2 separate regions of the Sus scrofa genome follow, and region 2 is linked to region 1. Evidence: chromatin contacts called from public Hi-C data. All regions are on one chromosome and are shown on one strand. The core of a region is the stretch at or near the end of the contact, and the rest is flanking DNA. Distances in the headings are between cores, read along the strand shown.

Region 1 (2,908 bases), core at 307-2,806:
TATTCCAGCAGCTTTACTGCTTTCCAGCCTTCGGACAGTCCTCTCACCCCATAACTCAGTGAACCAATTCCTATAGTAAATGTCCTATTATATCTATCTATCTATCTATCTATCTATCTATCTATCTATCTATCCATCTACCTGGATATCTTATTCTTTTTGTTGCTCTGGAGAAGCCTGATTAATACAGGACTCACAGAATGGCCATATTGTGCAAACAGTTTCCTATTAGTTAACATTTTATTTACATTCTATTTTGGCAGTTTAAAAAATAGGAAAATTAGGAGTTCCCTGGTGGCCTAGCAGTCAAGGATTTGGTATTGTCGTGGCTGTGGTTTGGGTTCAATCTGTGGCCCAGGAACTTGGGCATGCTATGAGCAAGGAAAGAAAGAAAGAAAGAAAGAAAAGAAAGAAAGAAAGAAAGAAAGAAAGAAAGAAAGAAAGAAAGAGAGAAAGAAAATTAGCCATAAAAGTATACTTCTTTGGGAGGAAAACTAAGTTAATATATATTTTATTTTTAAACAAATCTACAATGTAAAATTCATTTTTTAAAAAAGAAAATATAGTAAGTAGTTATACTGACACGTAGCGGGCTCTAAATATATTTTTAACACAATAATCTCCTTTTAAGTGCATTTAAAATATAAAAATTGGAGTTCCCGTTATAGCTCAGTGGGTTAAGAACCTGACATGGTGTCCATGAGGCTTTGATCCCTGGCCTCGCTCAATGGGTTAAGTATCCAGTGTTGCCACAAGCTGTGGTATAGGTCGCAGATGCGGCTCAGGTCTGGTGTTGCTGTGGCTGTAGTACAGGCCATCAGCTGCAGCTCGATTTGACCCCCTGACTGGGAACTTCCATATGCAGCAGATGCAGCCTTAAAAATAACTTAAGAAATAAAATATAAAACTTAATTTACACAGCTTTCATTGCCTAAGTCATCTATTTCATGAGAAGAATGGTATCTGAATTCTAGAAGGTAATATAATGTGAAGTGTTCTTTTCGTTAAACCAAATTCAATAAAACCAATATGTTTTTATTATGCCAAATACCTGCTAAACATTCAGGTTCTGGAGATAGGAAAGTTAACTCTAGCAGCCTTTCTCAAACAGACACTGACAATAAATTTGTGGAAAATTTATTATTTCAATTTTAAGTAGCAAGAAACACGTAGCCATGTCACCATTTTCATTGTACATAAGACAAGAGACTGAAGCAAACACTGGGTTCAAAACCAATACTTTTTTAAGTCTATATTAAGATGAACTTTCTTGTCCTTCTTATGCAATGTCAATAAGAAACATGAAATTCTATTAGGACTGCATTGAAGATAGCTTGCATTTCCTCAAATGCCCCACCCACCCTTTTAACAGTATTTAAGTCCTTCAATTGCTACCTTGGATTTTAGCCAGAGAAATTTACCACTCTCTTTGCAAAGCGGCAGATCTACCACAAGAGGGCAGTGTGCCTCTAATTCAATCTAAAAGAAACTACACTTCGAAACAGCGCTGTGTCCTGGCTTACCCCAGAAGGTTCCAGCTGTTGCAAAAGAAACGTTTGCTATTGTATTTGGATGGAGATGAAAGAGAGAAGCCATCATTAGCGTAATAGTTCCAAAGACAAGAAAACAAAAGGAATGAGAGCCATTGATTTGTCAACATTCTAGTCATTTTTCGTTCTTGCCACAAGAGGGCACCTCTTCCTCCAGCCCCACTGTGCTGCTAGTCCTGAGCCAGATTTTTTTTTTTTTTTTAAACTTTGGGTTAATAATCATCAGTCATTTTGCACAAAGAATATTTCTTATAAGTATAAGCTTAATTAAAAACCTTACTTAGGAAAATTTTCTATTTTTCAAGAATGCTTTTCTCTTACAGATGAACTGCTAGGTCAATGAAATAGCGGTTTTCACTCTGAGGGATTTTCACCAGTTCCTGAGCAGAGGATCAGTTAATATCCGTAATTCTGAGTTTCACATGGTCCTAGTTTCCAGAAGTAGGTTAAAACTCTCTCAAAGAAACCGACAGAAATATTTCTTTTAAACAATAACAATGCATCCACAAAAAGAAATATTTAAGGAAAATGACTTCATTGTCATTAGGTTACCTTATTGTTACAATTAGGTTTCCAATTCTTCTAAGTTTAGCTGGATAATTTTCTAGCTGGAATGCTTGCTTTCATTGTACCTTGTGGCCTGCATGGTCCATTATTAAAATTCTCACGCCAGCAGCACTACTGGGCTCTACCGTTGTACCTGGGGCAGTGGGTTCTCTTTGTCACACTGGGTTTCTGTCCTCTGTTCTTTAGGTAGAGGAATGAAGAGAGCAGCATGGGTGTGAATGGTTTAAATAAGAAGTATAGATTCATATGATATAACGTAAGATTATTGATGAGCATTTTTAAGAAGCCACTGATTGCTTTAATTAACTAATTGTGAGTGTTCTTGGCCCATCCCTGAGATCCTGCTTCAGGAGATGTGATATGGAGACTAGCACTGGGCATCCTTATGTTTGCAAAATTCAGCAGGTGATTCTGATACACATCCAGGTTTTGGAATCACTGACAAGGAAACCATAGCAAAAAACAAAATGAATGATAAGATGAACTTGAGTTAAACTCATACCACTGAGGATGGCAGAAAGCTTTCAAGGGTCTACAAGACACAGGAAAGGATAGACTGTGAGGACTGAAGAAAAGGGTGAAATTGCCCATGAGTTCAAATTTCAGTTTAGGTGAATGAGAGGGCTGTGTTGCCAGTTCGCCAAAAAGGAAATAGATAAGAACTTTTGGGAGCAAGAGGAGTTCTATTTGGGATATAATAAATTTGAACTAAAAATATAAATTATATATGCCATAATACATATTATATATAGTTATTATATATATCACATATAGACATTAATATTATATAT
Region 2 (2,908 bases), core at 157-2,656, 340 kb before region 1:
TGTCATGTTGCCTTCTTAATAAACACATTGGAAATGTTCAAGTTCATCAATTCTACTCCATCTGAAATTGAACTCTGAAACAGTTCTCAAAATAAATGTATTAATAGTATGAAATATCATCAATGAAAAAGCACTTAATAACAAAACCAGAGTACATTAACCCTCATTTGAAAAATGGGCAAAAGTCTGGGTTAAGACATTCATGGGAAAGAAATGAAAAGAGCAAAGACCAATACATAAAAATGTTGTAGCTCATTAATTAAATTAGATATACATATAACATATTTCTGTCCTTACCACACGGGAAAAGGTTTAAAAGAGTCAGATCTCCAGTGTTTCAAAGTGAACAAGCAGTCACACCTTGAAGATGGCAACACACCCAAGATGCTTTGATGTCTCGGATGGCAGTTTGATAATTGTGTTCCAAAAGTTTAAAAATTGTCCATAAACTCTGACTTAAGACTTCAGTTTGACCAAATTTTTGTGCTTCAAAATAATTCTGAAGAAGTTATTGTCCAATTGTCAGAAGATAAAAAGTGATGCTCAATCTAAAAGATTCACTTTTATTAGAGAAACAGTCATGGTATATAGTATATATACTAGAATACACTCTTAAAACGTGATGCTTAGCTAAGTTTACAAAAGTGGGAAACTTTACACCATAGGAATTGAAAAGAACATCTTCTAAAATAGCATATGGTAACATCCATTGTGGTGAAAGGAAAAATAAAATCCCTTTTCCCCGCTTTCCCCATTTTCTCTTCCTTTTGTTCTCGTTCCTTCCTCTGTCTTCCCTCTCATTTTTCCCTCTAGAAGTTAACGCCCTAAAATGTTAACAGTGACTATCTGAGTGGTGGGGTTTGGGGGTGATCTTGACTTTCTCGAGCCTCTATAATACATGAATGTTATAATCTGGAAAAAAAATCCAATAAAATTCATTTAGGCAAAAAATATTTTTAAAATTCATAAAATATTTGAAGTGTCTTTACTCATATCAATATCAGTGGTAATAAGTGTCCAAACAGCAGAAAGTGTCTGATACCTAAGGATACTGACTAGGTATAGATTACTCGTCTGTTAAGTACCATTCCATCATTACATTGCTACTCACCATGGTGACATGAACCCAGTTCCAAAGGACCAGTTCTGACCTCTGCAAACTGCACAAAACATGTGTCCTTTATCTTCATCCTTCTTTCCTTTCTCTGTGTTCACACCTGGCCCAACTTCATTCTAGTCACTCATGGAGGAAGTGTGATTTTTTTCCCACCCCAGACCTAACTCCTCACTTCCTCCAGGGCTTTATTTTCTTAACAATTAACCTTTCTCCCACATGCATGTGTAATCCCTACCTTGGCACGGTTTCCACGTCTCTGCTTTGACTATGCACCTGTCCTATTTTCCTGTAGTATTTACTCTGCTGTGTCTGTCCCCTCCAGCTCCCTCAAAGTTTTCTCTCACTGTGGGACAGGACAAATAAGTGATTGGGTTTTATTTCCTGACTTGATCTCTTCACCAGCCTCTCTCTTTTTGAAATTCCAAAAAATTGGTTTCAGATCACCGCCCCAAACCTACATCCTAAAACCTCTCCCAAAATAACAGTCATTTCCTAATTGACAGACTTTGGTTTTATTTTGGAAATTTAAAAAGTATCTTGTAAAATGTAAGGAGGAAAATAACAAGCATCTGATGCAGCTTCCCACTGTCAACATCCCATCTAGTTTTTTAGTTTCTTGATTATTGCATTGACTTTTTCTTTTGTATTTTCAATCACTATGATTATTTTGAGTATCCCCACGTGGCCCTGATTCCATTTTTCAGCAACATTTATTTTTGTCTATGTAATTTGTAATTTATTATTTCTATATTATTATTTATTTGAGCTGACCACCCTCTCTTTTAAATCTTCTTCTATTATATCTTCCTTGAGTTTATTTTTATTTTGAGGGTCTATGTTTTCTATTAACTTGTACTATAATGTGAAGCATTTCTTCTCATTTTTTTTTTTTTTTTTGGTCTTTTTAGGGCTGCACCCGTGGCATATGGAAGTTCCCAGGCTAGGGGTCAAATCAGAGCTGTAGCTGCCGGCCTACACCACAGCCACAGCAACACGGAATCCGAGCTGCGTCTGCAGCCTACACCACAGCTCAGGGAAATGCCGGATCCTTAACCCACTGAGCGAGGCCAGGGATTGAACCCGCAACTAATGGTTCCTGGTCGGATTCGTTAACCGCTGAGCCATGACGGGAACTCCTCTTCTCACTTTTTGACCCATGTGTTTTCTTCTAGATGAGACAGATGAAATGAGCCCTTCCTTTTTCCTTCCTTCCCTCCCCCTCTTCCCTCCCTCGCTCCATCCTTTTCTCTCTCCCTCCCTCCTTTCCTTCCATACTTCCTTCTTTTTTTAAAACAAAAAAACTCTACTGAAATATAGATGATTTATAACGTTGTGCTAATCCTTCCTCCTTTTTTTTATCCTGCAGTAATTTGCTGTGCTTAATGCCATTTCTTTTATATGGCTCATTCTAGTTTATTCTGAGATAAAGTGATCATCTTCCAATTGTGTCTGAGAGTTGTTTGTGTTTTTCTCTAAACTACTGTGTCAGGGAAGATTGTTTTGTGTCCTACCCACTTTTCTGAAGCCCAAGCGTAGGTCAGGGATGGGGGGTGGAATGTGGATTGAGGTTGTCGTAGACTTTCGGTGATATCATGGGGTCTTCTTTGCAGATTGTGTCTCAGACAAACATACACTTCATCTTAGGTTAAAAAATTCCTATGTTGGATACTTTTGATTGACTTATTTCCCCAATTTAGCACACACTCAGGAGATTTCACATGTCTATCTTACTGTGTTGTTTCTCTGTTTCACTGGCTTTTCTCCCAAAATATTTTCCATTATGTCCCTATT

Evidence for each region. A called contact is a pair of places that touch in the nucleus more often than the background predicts.
Region 2: a contact with region 1 is called in a Hi-C map of liver, with 5 times the contacts expected there. The contact joins two enhancer-like sites. A contact is called at or near these places in 8 of 47 Hi-C or Micro-C datasets (embryonic fibroblasts, fetal heart ventricle, heart right ventricle and 3 more).

The regions. Positions count from the first base shown.
Region 1 is chr1:31,377,314-31,380,221 of Sscrofa11.1, reverse strand. No RefSeq gene overlaps it. Among named protein-coding and RNA genes, the nearest start is that of MOXD1, 96 kb to the right of the region's middle. Within about 2 kb of position 1,556, at least 9 of the 83 cell types and tissues checked have an H3K27ac peak or open chromatin away from gene starts, as enhancers often do. A contact at or near this core is called in liver, where this site is marked.
Region 2 is chr1:31,714,444-31,717,351 of Sscrofa11.1, reverse strand. No RefSeq gene overlaps it. Among named protein-coding and RNA genes, the nearest start is that of CTGF, 42 kb to the right of the region's middle. Within about 2 kb of position 1,406, at least 3 of the 83 cell types and tissues checked have an H3K27ac peak or open chromatin away from gene starts, as enhancers often do. A contact at or near this core is called in liver, where this site is marked.